Linked DNA regions of Sus scrofa: region 2 is linked to region 1. A link is a contact called in public HiChIP or PLAC-seq data. All regions are on one chromosome and are shown on one strand. The core of a region is the stretch at or near the end of the contact, and the rest is flanking DNA. Distances in the headings are between cores, read along the strand shown.

What was found. HiChIP or PLAC-seq counts read pairs in DNA pulled down with a chosen protein or histone mark.
Region 2: an H3K27ac HiChIP or PLAC-seq map of alveolar macrophages shows a contact between it and region 1. The contact joins two enhancer-like sites. A contact is called at or near these places in 9 of 47 Hi-C or Micro-C datasets (alveolar macrophages, blood, embryonic fibroblasts and 4 more) and 1 of 2 datasets of contacts at active chromatin or transcription factors (alveolar macrophages).

Annotation. Positions count from the first base shown.
Region 1 is chr9:68,546,044-68,553,528 of Sscrofa11.1, forward strand. It overlaps STEAP4 (STEAP4 metalloreductase), which reads right to left. Exons shown (of 5, transcript NM_001166489.1): 3 at 6,857-7,384; 4 at 5,423-5,587; 5 at 3,099-3,514. The coding sequence ends at 3,251. Among named protein-coding and RNA genes, the nearest start is that of TRNAE-UUC, 14 kb to the right of the region's middle. Within about 2 kb of position 2,923, at least 1 of the 83 cell types and tissues checked has an H3K27ac peak or open chromatin away from gene starts, as enhancers often do. A contact at or near this core is called in alveolar macrophages, where this site is marked.
Region 2 is chr9:68,702,199-68,709,683 of Sscrofa11.1, forward strand. All of the region lies in intron 1 of LOC110255471 (a long non-coding RNA gene), which reads left to right. Among named protein-coding and RNA genes, the nearest start is that of STEAP4, 140 kb to the left of the region's middle. Within about 2 kb of position 2,968, at least 7 of the 83 cell types and tissues checked have an H3K27ac peak or open chromatin away from gene starts, as enhancers often do. A contact at or near this core is called in alveolar macrophages, where this site is marked.

The sequences.
Region 1 (7,485 bases), core at 1,673-4,172:
TTCATGTCTGCTCCCACAGGTTGAAAGTTAGTCTATCCATAACTGACTTTTGCCCATCTGGGTGGCATCCATCTGGAGGAAGGAAGGAAAGTCTTGTTTGTTTGTTTTTTCTTATCATGAAAGTCCAATGTAGGAGAGTCTGTTCCTACCCCTCTTTGGCCAGCTGATGCTCCCATTCTCTGAGGGTAAAACTGAAATAGGCAAGATGTTGGAATGAAGCTGCAAGACAGGTAGGATGTTGTGTGAAGCTGCAAATCCACTCCTGTAGTTTTCAACCCCTGTACTGCCTCTCCTTTTCCTTATCCCTGAAAGGAACTATTTTTAGTTCCAAATGCTAGTACTGCTGTGATTCAAACCCTTTCAGGCACTTTCTTTGGAATGCTGATGAGTCGAAGCCAGAATGGTTACAAACTAGAATAATTTTTAAAATAATGTTTAATGAGTTCATGTTTACAAAAGGAGGCACCCCTTAATGTGGGGAAAGCATACAAAAATAAAAGGTCTATGAAATAAAAAAAATTTTCCTAGAATACAGGAAACACATCAGCAGTGAGGAAGTTTAGTCTGACTTTTTAAGGTAGAAGAACATTTTGGAACAGCTAAAAGGGATAAAGTTCACCTGACATACCTCTTTCCATCTGTCCCAGACTCATTCTTTCCACCTTGAGTGATAAACTGGAGGAGTCAGCTATGTTAGGATGGGCAAATTGGTTTGATGGTCTGGGAAGGGAGGAATATTGGAAGGGACAAAAGAAGGAGATTGACTTCTCTGGTCAGCTGGTGGGGCTGGGAGTCCTTGTGGGTGAAGCTGAGTATTCCTGCCCAGCAATTGCACCGTGATGCCCAAACCACCAGGGGCTCTCTTTCAAGTCTTGCTTTGTGGATGGCTTTTGTGTGGTACCCAGGTACTCAGGTAGAACATTTTTACTGGGTTATAAACATAGGGTATTTTTTTTTTTAAACCGAAGTGTGGAATTTTCTGTTTTTAGTGATGAACCATGACCTAGTAAAAACATATTACTCTTTTACCAAATTAAAAAAAAGAGCATGGTTGACCCCAAAAGCTTTCTTTAGATCATCCTGGATAGTACCTAACCTTTAATCAACCGATTCTCTAGTCAAAGAGCAGCCTCCAACCCTCAAACCCTTGGCTAGTTTGGATAAAATAGAAGAGATGAGTAGTGACAGTGTTTCGGTCTTTTTCACCGAAATGTTCGAGTCAGCACCACACACCTCAGCTCCGCTTAAATTCTAGAGCCTTTCTGCATCCTTGCCTGAATGGATCAGGGATAAGTTAATGGAGCATATATTCTGTGTATCTTCTCATGAATGCAAATTGAAATGAAAAGCAAAATCTGTAAGGGCATAATGAAACCAATCCCCTCATTCAATGCCAATGATATTGACTTTAGAAGTAATCTGGCCACAGACACACACACACACACACACTCTCTCACACACACATACACACACTCTTACACACACACACACATATACACACATACATATATGTATACATATATACATAACAAATGCTATTAAAATTTCTTTAATTTTTAATCCCAATTCTTAGCAAGTATTCTGAGGGAGTAACTTAAAATATGGACATAATTTATATGTGCTAAGATTTCCTCTGAGAAGTTATTTGTTTTAGTAAAAAAGGCTGTAACCTAAATGTTTAATTAGGGCAGTAGTTAAATAATTGCCTATCTGGTGTAATATGATGCAGCCACTGATTCAACCATATACCATGTAAGTAAGCGAACAACGCCACACTATAGGCAGAAAAAGAAGGATATAAAATTTAGTATATAGTATAGATAGAACTATTTTCCAAAGGTTTTATAGAAAAAATATCCTGGACTGTGGGTGATGTTTTAATATATTTCAATCATTTTATATAATTTCATATGGACTATATGATAATAAAGTAAAAAGGAATGGCCTTTGTGGACTAGGCACAAAGCCTGTGGAAAGGCTTTTGGTTATGTTGGCACGTGGCAAGACTATGTATAAGGCTTCTCTCAGCTCCATGCAAGAGCCAGGAAGGCTAATGCTGCTGAAGGTCATCTTGGAAATGGCACCATCAGTGCAGAAAAGCAGAGAGATCGATCCTGCATTCCAGCAAGGATCTGAGAATAAACCAAATCTCCCATCACAGCTACTGCTCACAGCCCTCTCCCCTGAGACTCCATCCTTCTCTCTCTTCTGTGTATCGGTCCAACTTACATTTTCGTTATTCATTTAATTTCACTGTTTAAGTTTACAATAAACTATGACAAATTACAGAAGTTATATTTCCATTACTAGAAATTCATTTCATAGATGATTTATGTTGAACAGCATTTGGAATATATAATTTATAAAGTATACCACAAGACCTAAGTAATACCAAACCTGATATGATGCAACTTTACAAAATGTATTTAGCTTGCTGTCTCAAATTACGGTTTACTTGTAATTTATTATTTTTTTTTTTTTTGCAAAGGATTTTATCAACCCTTCCTTGCTTATTGAGAAAATCCAACTGGATTTTCCTCATTTTAACTCAATCTCTCCTATTCTTTATCCTTTGTAGAAGAAGGCTCTTATGACAGCTGTATAGATTTGCATATATTCAACCCATGCTTACTTCCAATCAATTGTGATATTTTATTGTGTTATAAAATAGTGCCCTGCAGTGTAAATCCGTATTGCTAAAAGCAAAATCAAAGAGCACATGTAAGTTCAGAATTCACCATGGCAATATTTATGATCACCTGTACTTCCTAAAAAACAGAAAAAATTCATTCCTTTTACTTCATCAGCCTTATTCTTCAGACATATCTGTTAAAGCCTTTAGCAGCAGCTACCCTCTTACTGTTTTCTCTTTCACTCTACTCAGTCCTTGTGCCCGAGAAGGAAGTTGCAAATACTTCCCCTGGATTTTGCAAAACATTAGGTCATGCATGTTGCCCACAACAAAGAAGCTTGTTGGTATGAAATCACAAAGCTAGGATTAATGTGAAATCAAAAAACTATGACAAAATCATGATCTCCCCCCGCCCCCCGCCGGAGGCAGGGACTAGCCCTGATTCATTACAGCCCCGAGATAAACTGGTGTCCACTTCTCAAAGCCATGTGTGATTTCTTTCTTGGTTCACAACCTTCACGCCATGGAGGGAGAAAAGTACTTTCTTGACTGTCCCCGTCATTCTTCTCTGAACGTAGGACACCACAGTTCAGAAATTTGGGTGAACTGAACCTTGCTTTAAAGATCTGTTTTTCCATTGAGGGCCGATTCCAAGAATTTGGGGTTCCTTTCCCAGCCCTGGCGGATCCGGGTGAGGGGCTTGTCTATACACGGCAGGATGAGGATGAACTTGACCACCAGCAGGGTGCAAGGGATGATCAGCGCTATCACGTAGGCTGACGGAAGACACCACTTGAGGGTCGAGGGATCAAGGAATCTCCTCCCGCCGTACACAAGGGTATGGGCTGTGCACAAGATCAGGGTCAAATAGCCCAGTTTGGACTATAAGCAAGAAACAAAAACAAAAACATATACCTTAACATAGTATTGAAACAGTGGAAAACAGTGAAAGGTACTTGTCAACAGCCACAGGCCTTTGAAACCTGTAACATTTAGAATGCTGCTGTGTATATTGGCTCCTTCAGGATGATCAGTATTTCATTTTTTTTTTTTTAATGTTTACACATGACATGATGGTTTCATCTTAACCTGACTGGATGAGAAAATTTCCCAGGGGTAAATTCTTTAGTTAGAATAAATAATGTACCTCTTCTTCAATGGGAAAATGCTTGCCTGGATCACCTTTGCTAGAGGCCTGATATGTTCTCAAGAAGCACCACATTTTTTTTCTTTTTTTTTTTTTAAAAGGAGTTTCCATCACGGCTCAGTGGAAACGAATCTGACTAGCATCCATGAGGATGCAGGTTCAATCCCTGGCCTCACTCAATGGGTTAAGTACCCAGCGTTGTTGTGGGCTGTGGTGTAGGTCACAGACGCTGCTTGGATCCCGAGTTGCTATGGCTGTTGTGTAGGCCGGCAGCTGTAGCTTGGATTCGACCCCTAGCCTGGGAACCTCCATGGGCCATGGGTGTGACCTTAAAAAGACAAAAAAAAAAGAAGCACCACATTATGCCGCTGACGAAAAGCAGATGCTCGTTAACTTCTTTTGCAATAAAGAACAATTAGCAAACTTTACTTTTGGCTGTTTGCTTGTTTTGACCTAAATCCAAAGCTCAAAGTTTATTTCCATCTTAATGTCTTTTTTTTTTTTTTTTTTTTTTTTTTTTTTTGCCATTTCTTGGGCTGTTCCCGTGGCATATGGAGGTTCCCAGGCTAGGGGCTGAATTGGAGCTGTAGCCACCAGCCTATGCCAGAGCCACAGCAATGCGGGATCCGATCTGCGTCTGCAACCCACACCACAGCTCACGGCAATGCCGGATCCTTAACCCACTGAGCAAGGCCAGGGATCGAACCTGCAACCTCATGGTTCCTAGTCGGATTCATTTCCATTGAGCCACAATGGGAACTCCCCATCTTAATATCTTGAATGAAGGTGTAAATATGAGAACATGTTGACTGCACTTATTCCTGGGGAGAAACTGTAAGACTTTTGAGATTCAAATAGTTCTATAAAGTTCAAATCTAGTTTCAGTTACTAATGGTCTGTTCATTTTTACTGGTTCACAAGGAACATCAGAGGATCATCTGGAGGGCTTGTAAAAACAAGCTGCAGGGTCACACCCCGGAATTTCTGATTCTCTTAGCTCTGGGTGGAGCCAGGGGATTTCTGTATCTAATAAGACGCCAGGTGCTGCTGTTGCTAGTGGTCCAGGTACCACCCTTTGCAGACCACTGGTCTATAAAATTAATTACTAACTGCCTTTAATGAAGCACCCGGAGGCTGATGTATTGAAACACCGATTTTCCTCTCTTCCAGGCCAGCACTGGATCGGGTATGATGGCAGTCTAGCATATCTTGCCGTGAAGGTTTAAAGGTTATTTCATTATATGCCTTTTCAGATCACCAAGTCCATATTCTAAAATTGATTTTCAGAAGTAGAAATTTCGTCTTTGGGTTTCTCTCCACCCTGCACTTACTACATCTCCACACACACGGTGTAGTATTTGTGGGTGCTTTTCGCTTTGTACTCTTAGCTGTGGCTCTGGGGAGTGATCAGGGGCCTTGGCAAAGGGATGCCTTGGTAAGAAATCAGCCATTATGGGATCTGCCTTTTTGTACCAGAGTTTAGCATTTTCTGATTTGAACTTGTTTCAGTTGCTATTTTTATGAGATTGCCAGGGAAGTTATGGAGCAAAAGAATAATTTATGCAGGGTACGAGAGAAAAATGAGACTCTGTGTACAGCCAGAATAGTTTGCAATAAAGTGGATTAAACTGTGAAGTCCTTACCTGGACAAATCGGAACTCTCTCCAGTTGACCATGTTGCTGACTGATGGCAAGGAAGTGATTCCCAAGAGTACAAACAGGAAAAATCCAAGGATTCCCAGGGCTAAATAGGAATCGCTGAGCCAGGCAGTAGAGATAATAAATGGATTTTCTTTCTTGGCTATTGCCTAAGAAAAATTATAAGAATTTTTTTTTTAATTCCATTTTTTACAAAGTGCCCACATTTTAAGGGGATCAAAAAATACCTCTGCATGGTTTCTTTGCTCAAGGCAAGTTGTGTAACACTTTGTAATAATCAGTGAAACATAATTGTAGAGAAAAATACACTTAAATATAATATTTTTGGTAGAAAAAGTCATTGATTCTGTTGGGATGTTATTATGACAGTTGACTCTAGGAGTTGTGTAGGAAGCTTTAATGGACCCTACAAATTCTAAAACAAAGTAAATATTTACTTAAACCTTCTTTACCATATGGCTTCTCTTTCCCCAAGCAGAAATTGATGTTCTCAAACAATTACATCAGGATTCTGTTTTCCTACTTTATATGCTGATGAGCCACACTCATGAATTTTGGGTTCTTTCATGTTTATTATGTGGTAATATAGCATCAAGCCTGTCATGCTACAGATTGAGAGAAATCTGGCCCCTGCAACAGGACTCTTACCCAAGCACTTCCCATGTATTTGTTAGCGATGTAGAGAAATTCACAGACACATCAACCATGAATTATTGACACATAAACTTTGAGACTGCAATGAGATTGATCAAAATCAATTATTTCCAAACTAGAGCTGATGTGGAAAACTTCCCCTGGGACTTTAAGACCCCTCAGGTGATGCTCTCTGAATTTTTTGACCATGCAGAAAATGATATTTGTCGTTTGCTCAGAATCGTTGAATTTTCCAGTAACTGAGGACAAGTTCCCACAAGTCCAGCACTAATGGAGTTATAAGCACCCTTTTACGAATTTGTTTACATTCCTGTGACACATGGTTGGGGACACTCGTAGATGGTGAGTTCTGACTTCCCAAAGGAAGTAACACGCATAAAAATAGAAGCTTGAAAACACATTGGTTTACATTTATGGATGTAATTCAAGTAGGTGTCATTAGGTTTTCCCGAGTCCCCAAATCTGACAAGTTTGTGAGTATCCCAGCGAATCCTGGGAGCACAGATCTGCACCTGCATTGACCTGGGGATGTAACTTTCACTCTCAATAGTGGTATGAGATCCAACTGGATTCATTAAAAAACAACCATCCCCCCCCCGAAACAAACATGAGGTGTCTAATTGTAGTTATTTTTTAAAATAAAGCTGCTTAGAAGAATGATTTTCTGTAACTATAAAATGGAATATGGTGCAGCAAGATTCCTCTTGGATTTAAAGAGTGGGGGAATAAGAGAGATGAATGAAGAGAGATGAAGAGAGACTTACCTGGACAACGGTTCTGTTGTTCATTCTCCATCGTACGTAATAACGAATAGGAATCACAAGTGTGTAGAGGACGTGAAGGAAGGCAAATCCCAAGGCTACCAAGCCAAGCTGCTTTCTGCAGAGCATCCAGTGGTCAAGCCAGTCTGGAAATCGGCGGTATTTTGTACCTCGGTACAGCTGCAGAATGGCAGCAAGAACACCAGGGAGGTAAACCAAGGCAAGCAGTGTGAGTGCTGTGTTTGGAAAGATATGATTGGGAATGGAAATAGCCAGGCGAAATGTATTATCTTTTCTTTCATACACATAAGGGTAGATTACATCTCTTATTACACTGTAGAAAAAGAAGAAGACACACAGAACAGCAGACAAACGGAAGGGGAACTTCCACATTGGAAATAGTTGCAGGGGGTAGTTTTCAATTTCTTTGGCTGCCATGAGAGATCCTTTATCCAACGGAGTAAGTCCAAGAGTACGAACAATATCCATCACTCTCTGCTTGGCTTTTCTGTCATTTCCGCAGACAAACACCTGGGTTAAAATAATTCATTTTGTGTTTATTCTTTCTTTAGTAATTATTTTGAAATTCTTTATAAGCACCGTGTAGAACAATGCCATAGAGTAGTTAATTA
Region 2 (7,485 bases), core at 1,718-4,217, 160 kb after region 1:
ATTTTCACTGAGTTTATGTCCAACATAACCTCCATATTCAGACATGCCTCTGTCCTAGGACTTTTGTACATCTCTCAGGAGCCTTCTTCCCAAATGTGCACATGCTTCACCACTTAATTTCATTTAAGCCTTTGCTCACATATTGTACTCTTAGTTCCTTCTGCCATGTGGCTCCAGAGTTTGGCTTCCTTTGCTACTCCCACTGGTCTAGGACACCATCGTCTCCCATCTTACTTAGTAGCCTTGTGACATGGGCTTCCTGCTTCTGCCCATATCCCTCTCCCCCCACCAAATGTTTACTGTTGACTCAAAAATGCAGCCCCCAGAGTAAGCCTTTTTAATGTGTTAGGCCTATTAGGTCATTTAGCAGTCAATCCCACTTGGGAAAAACCCAGTCCTTACTCTGTCCTACAAAGGCCTTCATATCTGACTCCATCCTACTGCTCTACCTTGAGTCCACTCCACTCCGGCCACACAGCCCTCCTGGCTTCTTCACACGTGTTAGGCATGCCTGTGTCCTAGGACTTTTGCACATCTCTCAGGAGCCTTCTTCCCCAGATGTGCACATGGCTCACCACTTAATTTCTTTTAAGCCTTTGCTCAAATATCTGCTTCTCATTGGGGATTAATTTGAGTGTCTGATTTAAAATGGCAACCCATACTCTCTGCATATTCCTGAGTCCCTTTGCAATACTGGATATTTGTCTATAGCCCTACTCACCTCCTGATATGTGACGTCTAATTTGCTTATTTATAATACCTATTGTTTCTTGTCCCTGTCCTGCCACAATGTAGGCTTCCCAAGGGCTAGGATCTCCTGCTTTTTTCATTGCTGTATTCTGAGTAAGTACAATTGTATCAGGCAAAAAGTGGATGCTCGAAACACATTTGTTGAATGAATAAATGATTTTAGGAACCTGCTGTCCTAGGGATGGACATTTATAGACAGGGGTAGCGTTGGGGATGATTCATGATTATCTATTCCGAGGCTGAGAGGATTCTTTGTTGGAGAGAGTCAAGGTATTTTGTGGGGGAGTTCCCGTTGCAGCTCAGCAGTCACAAGCCTGACTAATGTCCATGGGGACGCGAGTTTGATCCCTGACCTGGCTCAGTGGGTTAAGGATCCGGCATTGCCATGAGCTGTGGTGTGGGTTGCAGTTGTGGCTTGGATCTGATGTTGCTGTGGTGGTGGCATAGGCTGGCGGCTGCTTTTCTGGTTTGACCCCTAGCCTGGGAACTTCCGTGTGCCATGGGTGCAGCTCTAAAAAAACAAACAAAAAAAGATATTCTGTGGGGAAATTTGGGGGAGCCCAGGTCCAGTATGGATATCATTTGGAGGACTCCAAAATTCTTTTTTCCTAAGATTTGACAAAAGTACCCCCGATGCTTAGCACACTATCTGATACATTAACAGATGAAGGAGAAAAGCTCCAGATTTTATCTAGACCTTGCATTCTTGTAAAGTGACATGAGTGTTAAAACATACCTCCTGGAGAGCAGGAGAGCCCGCTGCTTCTCCTTTGTGGTCACTTCCTTGGGCCCCATGGCCACTTGGCATATACTGTAGCCTTGGAAATCTATAGGGAGTTATGCAATGATTGTTAAAGAGTTCATGGGGCAAGGGGAACAGCACAAGCTTGAAGTCAGATAGATGTAGGATCAGGTCAGATCCTGGGCGAAACACTCCAAGCCTCTCTCTTCACTCTAAAGTCATGGGGAGGTTCAAATGAGGTAGTGTGTATAATGTTGTCAGCTGGGGCAGACATGGAGCAGAACCATTAAGGGTGAATTTTCTTTTCCTGGAAAACAACTCTCTGTATTAACTCGAGTTAAATTATTTTCTGGGCATCGCAAAGGAATTTCCTTTACCTCAACCTACACCAAAGAGATTAATTTATGACCTGGAAGAAATGGAACAAAGGACTTCTTGCTTCTCTTTTATAACTCTGAATGCCTCAGATTAACAATAGAAATTACAAGACTGTAGCAGCTTTCCAGGGAATATCAGTGAAAAGACTGCAAGTCATCAATTCTAGAGATGAAAGAACTCAGTGGCCATTTAAATTTCCACTAAGAATGTGTGATGGTGAGTCTTTATTGAGAACCTGCTGTGAGCTGCATTGGGTGGGTGTCTTGTATAACTGAACATAAAGGAGATGGGACTTGTGAATTCCAAAACTACTAAACATTAATGTGCTTTCATAGCACTCGGTGAAATATTTCTATCAAGACTACTGAAGAGCTTCTAAGGAACTTTCTCAGAGATTGTTAGGCACACTTCAGAGGCTGCTGTGAGGAAGCTTTTAGGGGAGTTGTGTAAATGCATGGTCAGCTTAAAGCTTTTAAACACATTAATTAAAGCCAATTATTCTCACATAGTGGCCATAGCTTTAATTGAGAATGACTGTGCCACATCTGTTTCCTTCAGGCACAGCTTTAGTCTTCATTTGAGATTGTGTAGAAGACAGAGGATTAAAAATAAGAAGCAAACCCTTATGAATGATAAGAAATTCAATTCATATGTAGTCCTATAAACATCACATACTCATTTCATCCTACAATTAATTCACCTATGAATTAGAAATAGTAACAATGAAAATAAGAATTAGTTTTATGGAGCTTTTTTTTGGTCTTTATAGGGCCACACCCTTGGCATGTGGATGTTCCCAGGCTAGGAGTTGAATCAGAGCTGCAGCTGCCGGCCTTCACCACAGCCATGGTAACACCAGATCCTTAACCCACTGAGTGAGGTCAGGGAATGAATCTGGGTCCTAGTGGACACTAGTCAGATTCATTTCCAAAGAACTACAACAGGAACTCCTTTTCTGGAAGTTCCCCAAAGTGAAGTGGGCTGAAATTGACTATGGAAATTATGATGCAACTTAATGACTCAGGAAGTTCAGTTTCATTAGAAGACTAAGTGTAGACTGAATCAGTGCTTTTTCCTGTTTCCCTAAAGTTGTAGCTGCTTACATGGGGAAGAGAATGCTTTGGTAGCCAGTGTGAGTAATACCAGCTCTGAATTGAATTTATCTGGTCTTCCATAATGAGTTAGTTTCAGCTTTTCAGAAAAACACACAAGTGTCATATTTCTGATGATGCAAGACCAGCTTGGACTATTGGGATGATTTTAATTTATTTTCTAATTATTGCACCTAAACAACTGCTGATTTCTAAGTATTAATGTAGCTGACATAAGTGATGACTTTAAGATACACTTTATATGTGCAGTTATAATTAAGTTTTATACACACACACACACACACACACACACACACACATACACATACATATATATGATTTGGTATGTCCTTATCAACAACTAAGTGAAAAACCAGAATACAAATATGAAAACAAAATGTGATCATAATTATGCAAACGTATTTACATATTCCACATTTTCTTCATATATAGATGCATAAGAAAATATTGGAAGTAAATATGGCAAAGGTAAGTGGTGGTCATCTCTGCACGATGGGATTTACTGGTGTTCTTTTTCTGTTTTATTCTTTGTATTTTCAATGCTTTCTGAGTTCCAGTGAAAATCTATGAGTCTTATAGTGGTAGAAAAAAGCCATTAAAATTGTGCTTAAAGGTACTTTGCCCAGGGCAGGAGCATAGAACAGTAAATACTGTGTGAATGAATGTGTTCATCCGGAGAGATGACAAGCTTTACCAACTCTCTGGGAGCTTTGTCCACCTTTCTTGTAAGATGCTAGTATAATGTCACATTATGAAGATTTCATTACAAAGTAAATGATGGCGTATTATAAATCACTACCATAAATAATAAGCATGGACTAATCAAGTCCCTTTTGTGATAAGACAGCTCAAATTGCTTTTAATTTCATGCTTTCACTTACTGTACTTTCTAATTCTTAAATTTGTAATCTCCAGGGTCCTCTCAGTCATTAGTCTAAATTAGCAATGTTGTACTATATGCAAATCAGTTGGCTGAAAAAGTCAGTTATGTGGAAAATACTGTAAATAACCTTTTTCAACTCAATTAAACAATTTTGGTGTGATACCCCAGGCTTCCAGGGAACAAGTCATTGACTAAAGCAGTTAAAAACCTCTGGGTTCAATCCAGGAAACCTTACACAGACAGAATTCTCACTTTCTTCAGCACTAATCTTATGCTCCCAAGAGTATCAGGATCAGATGAGAGATGAAATCCTCCTGGACAGAAGCAGAGGGGTATGAGCTCATGTTTACTGAAGGGTCCACGCACTACCATTTTTCTTAGTCCCTTAAGTAAAAATAGCCTTGAAATATAATCCTTATTCCAAGATAGGCTCTACAGTATTTTCCAAACTGCAGTCAGCTGACATGAGTGGTCCCAAGACAGTTTGTTATTAGCAAATGGAGGTGCATGATACAATGATTAGGGGAATTTTTACTTTATTTTTTTTTTTTTGTCTTTTTGCCTTTTCTAGGGCTGCTCCCGCAGCATATGGAGATTCCCAGGCTAGGGGTTCAATCGGAGCTGTAGCCACAAGCCTATGCCAGAGCCACAGCAACGAGGGATCCGAGCCGCATCTGCAACCTACACCACAGCTCACGGCCACACTGGATCCTTAACCTATTGAGTAAGGCCAGGAATTGAACCCACAACCTCATGGTTCCTAGTCGGATTCATTAACCACTGAGCCATGATGGGAACTCCTAGGGGAATTTTTACATCATATATACCTCTCTTGAAGGGTCACAAAGAACATTAGGATATTAAAAGTCTGAAAACATGTGCAGTAAAGAAATACCTTTAAATTTGTTTAATCCAGTGGTTAGCTCCATTTATAAATAGGACTCTTTGTTTTCTTTTGTTACGTTATTATTACCTAACATCTAACAATATCCCTTGGAATGATCGTTCGGCCGAACACCCGAAAAGACCAAAAGGCATTAGAGCATTATTCTGTACATTGAACTTGAATGTGGTGCTCGTGTAATTAGGAGGTGACTTCTGCCACACCCATGCTTCTCGGGTAAATAGTGCTGCAACTAGATGCTAATGCAGACAGTCTTTCTTCTTGCAGAAAAACTAAATAAATAAATAAGAAAATACATAGTGACCTGGTAGCGCCTAGGATCCATGTAGGTCCAGGTACATCTGATAAAAAATCTGTTTAAGATTCTTGATTTAGGAGTTCCCGTCGTGGCGCAGTGGTTAACGAATCCGACTAGGAACCATGAGGTTGCGGTTCGGTCCTGCCTTGCTCAGTGGGTTACGATCGGCGTTGCGTGAGCTGTGGTGTAGGTTGCAGACGCGGCTCGGATCCTGCGTTGCTGTGGCTCTGGTGTAGGCTGGTGGCCACGGCTCCGATTCGACCTGCCTGGACCTCCATATGCCGCAGGAGCGGCAGAATAGCAAAAGAAAAAAAAAAGATTCTTGATTTAGGAGTTCCCGTCGTGGCGCAGCGGAAATGAATCCAACTAGGAACCATGAAGTTGCAGGTTCGAGTCCTGGCCTTGCTCAGTGGGTTAAGGATCTGGCATGGCCATGAGGTGTGGTGTAGGTTGCAGACATGGTTCAGATCCCACGTTGCTGTGGATCTGGTGTAGGCCGGGGGCTACAGCTCCGATTGGACCCCTAGCCTGGGAACCTCCATATGCTGCAGGCGCAGCCCTAAAAAGACAAAAAAGACAAAAAAAAAAAAAGATTCTTGATTTAAAAAATGAGATATCTAAATGTACTTCAGTGGTGCAGCAACTATAAAATATGTCTTGTGCAGTTTGAAGAGGCAGACACTAACACAAAGGACCGTTCCTCCTACTTTCTCACCGTTTTTTCTCCTGGCAACATTGATAACCATTGCTTTGCGTGAGTAACTTCTGACTTTCAATCCCTCAATCCCACGTCTCTGCACAATGAGCTGGTGGGGAGGGGCTCCCAAAGTCCAGCCCCCCATGAGGTTTGTTGACCCACTCTCTGCTTATTTTTCCTTAAGATTCTGCCCAGAGCCCCCTCTCCTACTCTACAGCTGTTTCTGGCCCTCGTGACCAGTCTGTATATGTGGGAAACAAAATTTAATCTCTCTCCTAAGTTGGTCTCTTTAAAAGATCACCAAATGGTGGTTTAGAGTCATTCTCAGGGCATCTGTTGAAAACTTGATTTGATGTGTTTCCTGCCTCTGCTTATAGGGCTTTTCTGTGCATGGCTCACATGTGTTCATTTAAACTAAATGGACTGAACAAATAATAACACTACAGCAAACTACAAAATGGGAGTGCTCCAAAATAAAAAAAGACACATGTAATGGAATTGCTCCTTTAAGCTGTTATCTTTCGCATAATTTGTACTTTAAGACCCTGACATAATGATATCTTTTATTAGTTCCTTCTACCAAAAGAAAGGTTTGTGCTAGAAAGGATGGAGGGATCCACAGAAAATCTTGTTTGCCATTGGTCTGTGAGCTGCTGGAATAACTTTCTGTGTCCGCTCCCCTTCCTTTTAACCAGTAATCCTTTTAATCTTTACAGACAAATATGATATTAAATTAACAACATTTATACAAAGTCTGTAGAAGGAATACAGAACTTCTAAAGATGTATTTACATATTTCATTATTATTATTATAATTATTATTTTTGGCCTCACCCATGGCATATGAAAGTTCCCAGGCTAGGGACTGAATCCAAGCTGCAGCTGTGACCTATGCCACAGCTGTGGCAACACCAGATCTTTACCACCCCATGCCACAGCAGGAACTCCGCACATTTCATTTCTTGAGGGCAGTTGGTTTGGAATGTTTTCTGTGTTCAGTAGTGTCTCTGTCCAAAAAATGTAACTTCAGACTTAATTTACATTTTAAATAGAAAGTTGGTTTATGTATTGTTGTTTATTATTTGCTGTTAGAATCTCTGTGCTTCAGCTCCCTCCTAGATATTTCCCTTCTCTTTGGTAATTATTCTTTCACTCTTGGATTTTTTTTTTTTACAACTCTATTAATTCTTTCTCTCTTGTCATTCTCATGTTCAGCATTATTTTCCAGACTTAAGGTGACTCCAGAATCTATTCTATAATGATTACTCTAGGGAGTTAGGTAACATATTTGAATTTGAAAGCACTTTAAGAAAGACAAATACAAATACATTTCAATCATGCCCAAATATTTGAGACTTAGGGAAAGACCATATATTGTAGAACGCATAGCAAATTTGCTTTATGCCCTCGGTAGCCCAGGAAGTCAGAACTGAGATATAAATCTTATTTTCTTAGTCCAAAAAAATCTGCTACAACTCCCTATCTGACCTTTAAAAAATGAGGAATATTCACAGTTACAAAATAGATTTTCAGAAAAATAAAAATAAGACTGGGGTAAAAGTCCTCTCTTAAAAAAAAATAGAAAACTTGCATTCAGTGATTAGATTTTTTTTTTTTTTTTTTGTTACATGCCTTGATCTGTGATTCTCAATGGGCAATATTCTTTGCTGTGGGACATGTGACAAGGTCTGGAGGCATTTTTGGTTGTCACAGGTGTGTGG